Linked DNA regions of Oryctolagus cuniculus: region 1 is linked to region 2. Evidence: chromatin contacts called from public Hi-C data. All regions are on one chromosome and are shown on one strand. Each heading gives the region's core, a stretch centred on a gene start, on an enhancer-like site or on the middle of the called end of the contact. The rest is flanking DNA. Distances are from core to core; before and after follow the strand shown. Region 1 overlaps LOC127483462 (a long non-coding RNA gene). Region 2 has its middle 19 kb from the start of TARBP1.

Region 1 (4,721 bases), core at 1,250-3,749, 68 kb before region 2:
TAATCATAATTTTCACTTCCTGCACAATAACTCATTGGATGGCTATAATAGTTTATTAACTCAGTTACGAATGCAAGTACATGTATAAAGCATTTAAATTGTTTTGAAAGCTTTACAAATATAATTGTACAAAAATATAATTTAGGAAGTGCCTATTTGCACATGCATATAGAATGCTACATTATGTAATGAGCTTGAAATCCATAATAGATATATTGGTCCAGATATTTTTAAAAAGATACATAACAGATGACATCATACAAGCATTCAACAAACGGTCTCTAAGAAGTAATCAGGGAAGAGAGAAAAATGAGGCTTGTCAGCCCATGCCAAGGAGAGTGTGAGGCAGCTAGGAGCCACTCCCCTGGTTCTGTGACTGGGAACCAGTGAGTGAGCCTGCCTGCAACCCAGCCTCCTCACAAAACCTTGGTAACAGAAGCTACCTCAAAGCACTCTGGCTGAATGGAATGCAGGAAAGCCCTGGGGACCTTGACTCCCGGTGTGAGCTCTCAGTAAAAGTTAGAACACTCACCACCCGCAACCAGAGTGGCCAGGGACATTGCGATTCTTGTCATCCGGAGCTCAGATTCGGCTAAGTGTAGACATGAAGAAGTTATTCATGAAGCAAACAGACTGTTAGATAAAATATGCCCCCTCCTTCCAGTTTAACAAAAATAAATGCACTTCAGAAGGCTGCTGGGAAAACAAAATTAAAAAAATAAGTTTATTTTGGTGCAAAAAATTTTGAAATCCACACAGGAATTTCATAATTTTGCATTTTTGTGAACATTTTAAGACCCCTCACGTGCATTAATTTTAAAAACTTTGTAGCAAAATGAATTATCTTTTTAATTCTATTTTTAATTAAATTCCTGGAGTATCCTCATATTCCTTCATGATAAAAAAAAATAATAGAAAATACGTGTAGGGGCTGGCGCTGTGGTGTAGCTGGCAAAGCCACCACCTGCAGTGCCGGTATCCCGTATGGGCGGCGGCTCAAGACCCAGCTGCTCCACTTCCAATCCAGCCCTCTGTTATGGCCTGGTAAAGCAGTGGAAGATAATCCAAGTCCCTGGGCCCTTGGGCCTGTGTGGAAGACCCGGAAGAAGCTCCTGGCTCCAGGCTTCTCAGCGGCATAGCTCTGGCTGTTGTGGCCATCTGGGGAGTGAACCAGCAGATGGATGACCTTTCTCTCTCTCTCTGCCTCTTCTTCTCTGTAACTCTGTCTTTCAAATAAATAAATCTTTTAAAAAAGAAAAGAATAAAAAATATGTGTAAAGCTGAGTATGACTGCGGAGGAATATAACTGAAAATTATAGAACTATTGAGGAGAAAGGGGTCTAATCATTTGCGAGCCTGTGAGATTTGGTTCTGCTATCAATACGTGTATGAGCAATAAGAATAAACACACATAAATTGAATAATTACCATGTATCTATTAATAATTCTCTTTTTTAGTAAAATCACCAATTATATCCTTAAATATCAAAATGTTCACATAATCTGTTCCATTGATAGCTACACTCTAAGGATTAAAAAAGTGTAATTATATTAAAGTATATATTATATATATATCAATTTTTTTAAGATTTATTTATTTATTTGGAAGTCAGAATTACACAGAGAGAGAAAGAGAAGCAGAGAGGAGAGAGGTCTTCCATCCACTGGTTCACTCTGCAGCTGGCTGCAACAGCCGAAGCTGCGTTGATACGAAGCCAGGAGTCAGGAGCTTCTTCTGGGTCTCACGTGTAGGTGCAGGGGCCCAAGGACTCGGGTCATCCTGCACTGCTTTCCCACGCCTTAAACAGAGAGTTGGGTCAGAAGTGGAGCAGCCAGGACTCGAACCAGTGCCCATATGGGATGCCGGCACGGCAGGCAGCAGCTCTGCCTACTACACCACAGCACCTCCCCGCATAATTTCTTTTGTGGTGTGCAACTCCTCCTTCCAAATGTCATCCTCCATGCTTTCTCCCTGGCTTTCTGTGAATCTCTTCTAGAGCATTTTTCCCTATTTTACCCGGCCTGGATGCCCTGACCGGGCCTGTGCTGTGTGGACATTGATTGTTATAAAAGTAAAGGAAGGGCCCTCCTTTTCTCCCCACGAGGGCCAATGCTGAAAATTGACAGCTACCCTGAAACAGGGCTGCCTCTCTGGAGAAAAGTCTAGTGACAGAGATCAGAGGTGCAAAAGCCCAGAGGAAGAGCACTGGGCCCCAGTGCAGCTCAGTGCCCTGCTGTGTTCATTAACAATTTCTTTGAGTCTCACCCTTTTTTCATTATCTCTGCGGCTGAACCAGCTTTGCTTTCTGCCAGAAGCCTCCTGACATTTATCAGGGGAACAAGGATCCAAGAAAGAAGGGGAAAGCGTGTCTGAATATCAGTGGTTATTTTGGTAGCCTGTGCAGTGGTGTAATGATATCGCCGTCTGAGAGCTGGGGCTCGCGGCCCTGGGGCGGAGGGCAGGCCCGCAACCTGAGCCGCCTGGCAAGCAGGGTCAGACTCTGCAGAGCCCAGCCCCGGGCCCCAGCACCCTCAACCCCAGCCCCATCTCACCCCCAGCCTGGAGGAGTGGCCAGTTTACCAGTTGCTTGCGAAAGGGTGTCAGGTAATCCAGAAAGCCTGATCTCTGATTTTTTTCTGTTTCTATGTTCAGTATGGCTTGTAGTTGATTCCGAAGCTAGCTTATGCTGTATTTTTAGAAGGCCCTTCCTTACCCTGGGTTAGCCTGGGGTTAAGTGCTGGCTCTGCTTCTGGTTCCAGCTTCCTGTTAACAGGCACTCTGAGAGCCAGCAGGTGTGCCTCAGGCGGTTGGGTTCCTGCCACCTACATGGGAAATCCACATGGAGTTCCAGGCTCCTGGCTTCAGCCTGATCCAGCCCCAGCTGGTTGCAGGCATCTAGGGAGTGAACCAATGGATGGAGGATCTCTGTTGCTCTCTCTGCCTTTCAGGTGAATAAAATAAAAATAAAAACATACATAAATAAGTGACAGTTAGTTTACCGTTTGAATGTCATCATTTCAATACTTAGTTTGTCTTCCTATAGGTTGAGGCAGTGACCTCAAAGTAGATCTACATGAAATTGCTTTTAAAAAATTATTATAGGGGCTGGCCTTGTGGCATAGCAGATAAAGCCATCATAAAGCTATCATGCTGGCATTCTATGTTGGCACTGGTTTATATGTTGGCTGCTTCACTTCTAATCCAGCTCTCTGCTGTGGCCTGGGAAAGCAGTGGAAGATGGCCCAAGTGCTTGGGCCCCTGCACCTTCGTGGAAGACCTGAAAGAAGCTGCTGGCTCCTGCCTTCAGGCTGGCCCAGCAGCCATCTGGGGAGTGAACCAGCAAATGGAAGATCCCTTTCCCTCTCTGTCTCTCCCTCTCTGTCTGTAACTTTGACTTTCAAATAAATAAATAAATATTTTTAAAAATTATTATAAATTGGCTACTTATAATTGTATAAGGTCTACCTTAGGTTTTAAGTCCTCTCTTTGCAAGGCATGTTTTGGGGTGCGTTGCTTATGTTTATTATGATTAAATAACCATTTCCTATAATATCACTATACTTTTTTTTTTTAAAAAGATTTATTTATTTATTTGTAAGGCAGAGTTACAGAGAGGCAGAGGCTAGAGAGAGAGCTTCCATCCACTGGGTCACTCCCCAGATGGCTGCAATGGCCGGAGCTGAGCTGAACTGAAGCCAGGAGCCAGAAGCTTCCTCCAGATCTCCCACATGGGTAGGACTTGGACCATCTTCCACTGATTTCCCAGGCCAAAGCAGAGAGCGGGATCAGAAATGGAGCAGCTAGGACTCGAACCGGCACCCATATGGGATGCTGGCGCTGCAGACTGGGGCCTTAACCCACTTTGCCACATCACTTGCCCCTAACATCATTATGTATTTATTTTAGGAATATAAAGACTGGCAGGGGGGCAGGGAGAAAGGGAAGAAACTAAATGTATGGTCCAACTGGAAGATGATAAATCACTTTAGCAAATCTCTCTGGCGAGCCCACTGTGGGCCTGATACTCTGGCGGTGCTGAGGTCGGTGGTGCAGCTTCTTCCAAGCCGCTCATGATCTAGGAAGGAAGAGAAATCCAGTTGGAGGATGACTGGCATTGAAGAGGGATTTGGGCAAAGTGATTGGAAAAGTGCAGTTCCAGCTGTGTGTAGCTATGTGTGTGCATCAAGGAAAGCTGCCCGGTTGACATGTTTGCAAGGAAGAGAGTGAGCAGACCACCGAAGCCAGAAAACACTGGCAGTGCCCAGAGCCATGGGGTAGAAGCCCCTTTGATCCCAGCCATGCTGGATAGAGTTTGGGTCTGGGATGCAAGCGAGAGACACATGTGCTTCATTTGGGAGGCACGGGGGGAGCATGGAAGTTTGTAAACAGGCGGGGGGTATGAGGAGAGCCTCGTTTAGGAAGTTAAATCTGGCAGCCGTGTGTATGACAGATTAAAGTCACAGAAGTAGGAGATAAAGAGGCCTGTCAGAGGCATTTGGCATCTTAACATGGGAGAAACGAGGGCCTGAGCTATAAGGAAAAATAGGACACGGAGCCCAGGCCTCCGGACTCGACTTGTAAAGCGAGAGCTGTTAAGACTGGATGCTACTTCTGCTCCTGCCCGTGTTCGTTTATTGTGGTTTCTCCCTTTCCTGTACGCCTAGTGCCTGACATGCTTGCGTGGGCCCTGGAAGGAACATGATTAGGAGGACTCCGGCCC
Region 2 (4,962 bases), core at 1,478-3,977:
AGTGGTCCAACCTCTGACTCGTCTCCTTTTTTCCTCTTTCCCAGCCTCGGGGATGCTGGGGCCACCCTCGCCAGCTCTCCAGGGAAGTGAGTGAGGACTTTTTTCCTAAGCATTTCAAACAGAGTCTTGCAAGATCTTAAGATAATCATTGCATCGAGTTCCCTCATAATTCCTCTAATTCCGTGCATTAAACTGGATCATTTCAAGGTGATTGCTTAGAGGCGCTTAATGATTTAAAACTAAACAAACATCCTCTACCTGGCCGGGCCGTTTGAAGGACACTTTCTTGTCTTTGCTCCACTACCCTGGGGCTGCGTGTGTGTGTGCATGTGTGATCTCATGTATGCTCTGCATATAAATCAACAGTCTTCAGGAGAGGGGCAGATAGTCCATGGCCTGCCTCACAAGGATGCTTTGAGTTCTGGCTGGAGGATGTAAGGTGCTGTAGGAACCTAAGTTCTGACAACACGGAACAAGGAGCAGGGCCTCAGTGCCTTTGGTATTTCACAGGAATTCCAACCCAAGCAGCTTGTCACAGCCATTATCACTTAATTACCAATATAAATCTCACAAGCAACTTCCGTAACTTCATTTGCAAATGAATATGCACACCTCCTAAATCATTCCCTTCTCTCTGCCTCTCCCCTACGCCCCCCCCCCCACCCTATCCACAGGCTGGATCTGAGAGCAGCGGGATTTGCCTCCCGAGGCCCCCTGCTTCCCGGTGTCCCTCCAGGCCAGCGTGCGCCCCGGAACATGCCGCACCCGCTGAGACCATGCAGTCCCGCCCGGCTCCCTCTGCAGCCCACCAGTGCCCTCCTGGCCCTGATCGGGACAACGCATGGCAGAAACCTGGCTCTGTTTGCCTGACAGGGTTCACAAACCACGGTGAACTCTGCAGCGCTCAGAGGCCAAGTTTCCGGTATGCAGTGAAAACTGAAGCCTGGTTTTGGGTTTCCTTACCGAATTCACACAGCGCCAGTCATGACAAGAGACGTGTGAGGCAGCCAGCTCAGGCAGCACGAGGCCCGGCAGAGACACACGGTGCTCAGTGCTATTTCTAGCTCTGCCACCCACTTGCTGTGTGGCCCGAGGCTGGTCACCTACCCTCACTGCACGCAGCTACCTTTTGCAAGCGTGGGTGTGGGTGCACATGCATGTGCGCACGTGCGCGCGCGTGTGTGTGTGCATGTGTATACCACGCCTCATCCCGCTGGGAACACTGGCTGGGCCTGCGGGATGGCCGTTGAGCTAGCAGCATTCCTTTGACCGGATTTTAATCACGACACAGGCGTCCTCAGAAATGCCAGAGATCCCTCCCACGCCACCGCGCGCCTGGCTCTCCTGGTCACTTGTCTCCGCCTGTGCGCCTTCCAGCTGGGCGGCGGGGACAACTGTGCTGATGCCTTAGGGTCGTCTTTGGTCCTCTTGCAGCCTGTTAAAAATACACACACGTGTGTCCCATTTTTAGAGAAAACGGAAATCAAATCTATTGCATGTATTTTAGGCTCTCTGTCTGAATTCCGAAGTCTTGCTCCTACTTTTTGGGCTCCGGGCACAGTCACAGTGGTTTAGCTTTCCCTCGGGGACAATGCTGCAGACGGGATGTGAGCTCTATTTTCACATTCCTTTAAATGCTTTCCTGGGTCGGTCCCTCCTCCTGCCGAGGAAATTCACTGGGAATCCACGAAATGCTTGAGTGAAGGAAAACAAACCCGGGTGTTGAAGTCAGGGACCTACTGGATCCCACCTCCTAGCTCTCACGCATACGAGCTGTGCGACGTTGGCAAGCTGCTTAACCTCTCTGAACGTGGGTTTCTCAGGTGAAAACCTGGGCCAATGCCAAGGGCCACATCAGCGCCAGGAGCGACTGACATACGCCAGTGGAACAGAGCACCCGGCATGCAGAGTATGTGCCCGCCAGGGTACTTGTTCCAGTCCACCGCGTTCTCTTCCTGTAGGTCTCGGATGCATCAAAAACTTAGGACATGATGGATGTGAATATCGCGTCTGTCTGCCCTTCCCAGGTCCTACTTCCAAAAAAGGGAAAAAGAGAAGGAAATAAACAGCGACTGTCAGAAGCCCTGTTGAAGGCTCCTTCCAGCCAGTGCAATGCACTCTCCATTCCAAACCAGCTTATTAACTATTCACTGCTGTTGGAACCGGACATAAGAACAGAGTTCCCTGCTCAAGACCCAAAACTCCGCAAGCTGAGTGATCCGATTGCTCGGTTCCGACCATTTCCTGCTCTCTCAGTGCCACCCCAGGGCTGAGACGTGCAGCACCGAGAGCTGGGCCAGCTGCAGACTGGGTGGCTACCCCGAACATTTGCTGAACGCCTTGCAGGAGCAATTCCCTTGACTTTCATTTCCACTCTGGGCACTGCATTGCTGGGGGATTATTTCACTGCATGGGTGGCCTGAGTCTCTTGGCCTTCAGCCTGTGGCTCATTCCACCGCTCTGGGCAAGCAGTAACCACCCAAACACGCAAGTCTGTCTCTCATGCCCCAGTGGCATGAATAACATCATTAACTCTTCAAGGCTGAGGTTTGGGATTACGTACAAATCTTATGTCTCACTGCGCTAGCAGGAGGTGTTTTTTCCTTCACGACTGTGCTTCCTCGGCGCTGTGGGCTTCAACACGGAAGCTCGGTGCTCCCTGTCTCCAGTTCCTAAGAACAAATGAACAGACTCCACGGCTTTGAAACTCTTCAGACTCGGGAAATGCGGCTGGCGAGTCCCCAGGAGGGAAAGAGCGGGAAGTACACAGCTGTGCAGTGTGGAGTTTCACATGTTTCTCTGAAGAGGAGCTTTCTAAAAAACCACCTTGCAGGGCACTCCTTAAGAGACACGGTAACACATTTCCTAAGGCCTTGGGCCACTGCTGGCACAGACGCAGGCCGGGCTCAGGTGCAGGGTGGACTGCGCGCGCCATCTGGTGGCTCGGAGCTGACACTGCGCGCATCATCCGGGCTTTTACCCCATTGACAGAATTCACAGGAGTCCATTGTGGGCTTTTAAGTTCTGTGGGAAGTGATCGCCAGGCCCCGAAGGAAGCTGCTGAAAGCCTCATGTTCTGTACTCTGTTCCTTATCCTACAGCTGGATACTCAATACCGCAGGTCGTCGTCCACACAGGGACGATGGGTGTACCCAGCACGGAGCACCTGGGCCCCTCCCTAGTGACCCCACAGGTCTGAGCCCCCCTCTCTCCCCTGCTGAACCCACTCTTCTCCAGGCTTCTGCATCCCGCACTTCCCGAGGCTTGGTCCACAGGCGTTTTCACATCCTCAGAAGTCCGCCCCACTTTTTGGGCCCATACTTGTGTTTCCAGCGTGTATTCCAAGAATCGTTTTATTAATCAGGATTTTTAGAAAAGGCATTCAAAACTTGGGAAACTCGGGGTTACAGGCGCACCTCTGCCTCAGAAGGACATCTTGCAGATACAACAACTTCAGAGAAAGCTTTGGTCTGTGCCACTCACGCGCCTGCTGATCACGTAGCTGTCTGTTCAGAACTGGAAGATGTGAGCCTCCGTCTGCTAGGGCTACCACAACAAAATGCCACAGGGTGGGAGGTTGGGCTCAGGTCAGGGTTCTGGAGGCCGGAAGCCTCAGGCCATGATGTCGGCAGGGTTGGATCCTTCCCAGGCCTCTCTCTCCTCGGCTGGTAGCTGTCGTCTGCTCCCTGTGTCCAGCCAGGACTACCCCTCTGTGTGCATCTGTGTCCTGATGTCCTCTTCCCCCAAGGACATCAGCCCCACTGTGTCAGGGCCAGTCCTAATGGCCTCTTGATGCCCATATCACCTCTTTAACAGCCCCATCTCCAACTCTAGTCACATTCTTTTTTTTTTTTTTAAATAAAGATTTGATTTATTTATTTGAGAGGCAGAGCTACAGCCAGAGAGAGGGAGAAACAGGGAGAGAGAGAGAGAGAGAGAGAGACAGGTCTTTGATCCGCTGGTTCACTCCCCAAACAGCCACAATAGCTGGAGCTGGGCCAGTCTGAAGCTCCTGGTCTCCCACATAGGTGCAGGGGCCCAAGGACTTGGGCCATCTTCCATTGTGTTCCTGGGCCATAGCAGAGAGCTGTATTGGAAGTGGAGCAGCCAGGACTAGAACCGGCACCCAGATGGATGCCGGCACTGCAGGCAGAGGATTAACCTACTGCACCACAGCGCTGGCCCCTCCAGTCACATTCTGATAAGCTGGGGATCAGGACTTCAACGTAGGGATTTTGGAGGGACACAACTCAGCCCAAGGCAACCAACACCTTATTTTCCTATCTACTCTGACTCCGTGGAAAGGACGCATTGTTTAGAGTTAGCAAATACAGAAAGTGGGCGGATCCAACTGTCACGTGTTCTCATTCCTTCACACGCCCACCGTGTGCGACTGCCATATGCAGCAGCAGACTTATGTAGGTCTAACAAACCGGTGGCCAGCAAAGCCCAACACGTTCACTGTCTGGCCCTTTATGGAAAAGGATGGCTGACCCTGGGCTGGAGCACACTCAGGATTCTCGAATTAGACTCCAGTAGGAACTCTACACTTCCCGTTGCCTTTGAGCGGCTGCACAGCGATGCACTCATCCTTGGCGATTTCGCCTCACTTTGCTTCCTCCATTCAGTGTCCTCATAGATACACATGTCTCTTCCTCGGCTACTCTTTTGAACTGGTTGTAACATCCTATGGTTCCCTCCTGAGTTATGAGTTGAGGGGCTAGTGTGTGGTGGAAGGGGTTAAACTGCCACCTGTGATGCCGGCATCCCATATGGACTCCAGTTCTAGTCCTGGCTGCTCTACTTATGATCCAGCTCTCTGCTAGAGTGCCTGGGAAAGCAGTGGAAGATGCCCCAAGTGCTTGGGTCCCTGCACCCATGTGTGAGACCCAGAAGAAGCTGTTGGCTCCTGGCTTTGACCTGGCCATTGTAGCCACTGGGGAAGTGAACCAGTGGATGGAA

Evidence for each region. Hi-C and Micro-C count contacts between places; a contact is called where the count stands out from the background.
Region 1: a Hi-C map of psoas muscle shows a contact between it and region 2, with 4 times the contacts expected there. The contact joins two enhancer-like sites. A contact is called at or near these places in 3 of 6 Hi-C or Micro-C datasets (ear pinna, psoas muscle and skin fibroblasts).

What each region holds. Positions count from the first base shown.
Region 1 is chr13:53,869,734-53,874,454 of mOryCun1.1, reverse strand. All of the region lies in intron 1 of LOC127483462 (a long non-coding RNA gene), which reads left to right. LOC127483463 (a long non-coding RNA gene) reads left to right here. Exons shown (of 3, transcript XR_011381516.1): 2 at 2,761-2,949; 3 at 3,207-3,437. Among named protein-coding and RNA genes, the nearest start is that of IRF2BP2, 36 kb to the left of the region's middle. Within about 2 kb of position 2,499, at least 1 of the 8 cell types and tissues checked has an H3K27ac peak or open chromatin away from gene starts, as enhancers often do.
Region 2 is chr13:53,802,091-53,807,052 of mOryCun1.1, reverse strand. No RefSeq gene overlaps it. Among named protein-coding and RNA genes, the nearest start is that of TARBP1, 19 kb to the right of the region's middle. Within about 2 kb of position 2,727, at least 4 of the 8 cell types and tissues checked have an H3K27ac peak or open chromatin away from gene starts, as enhancers often do.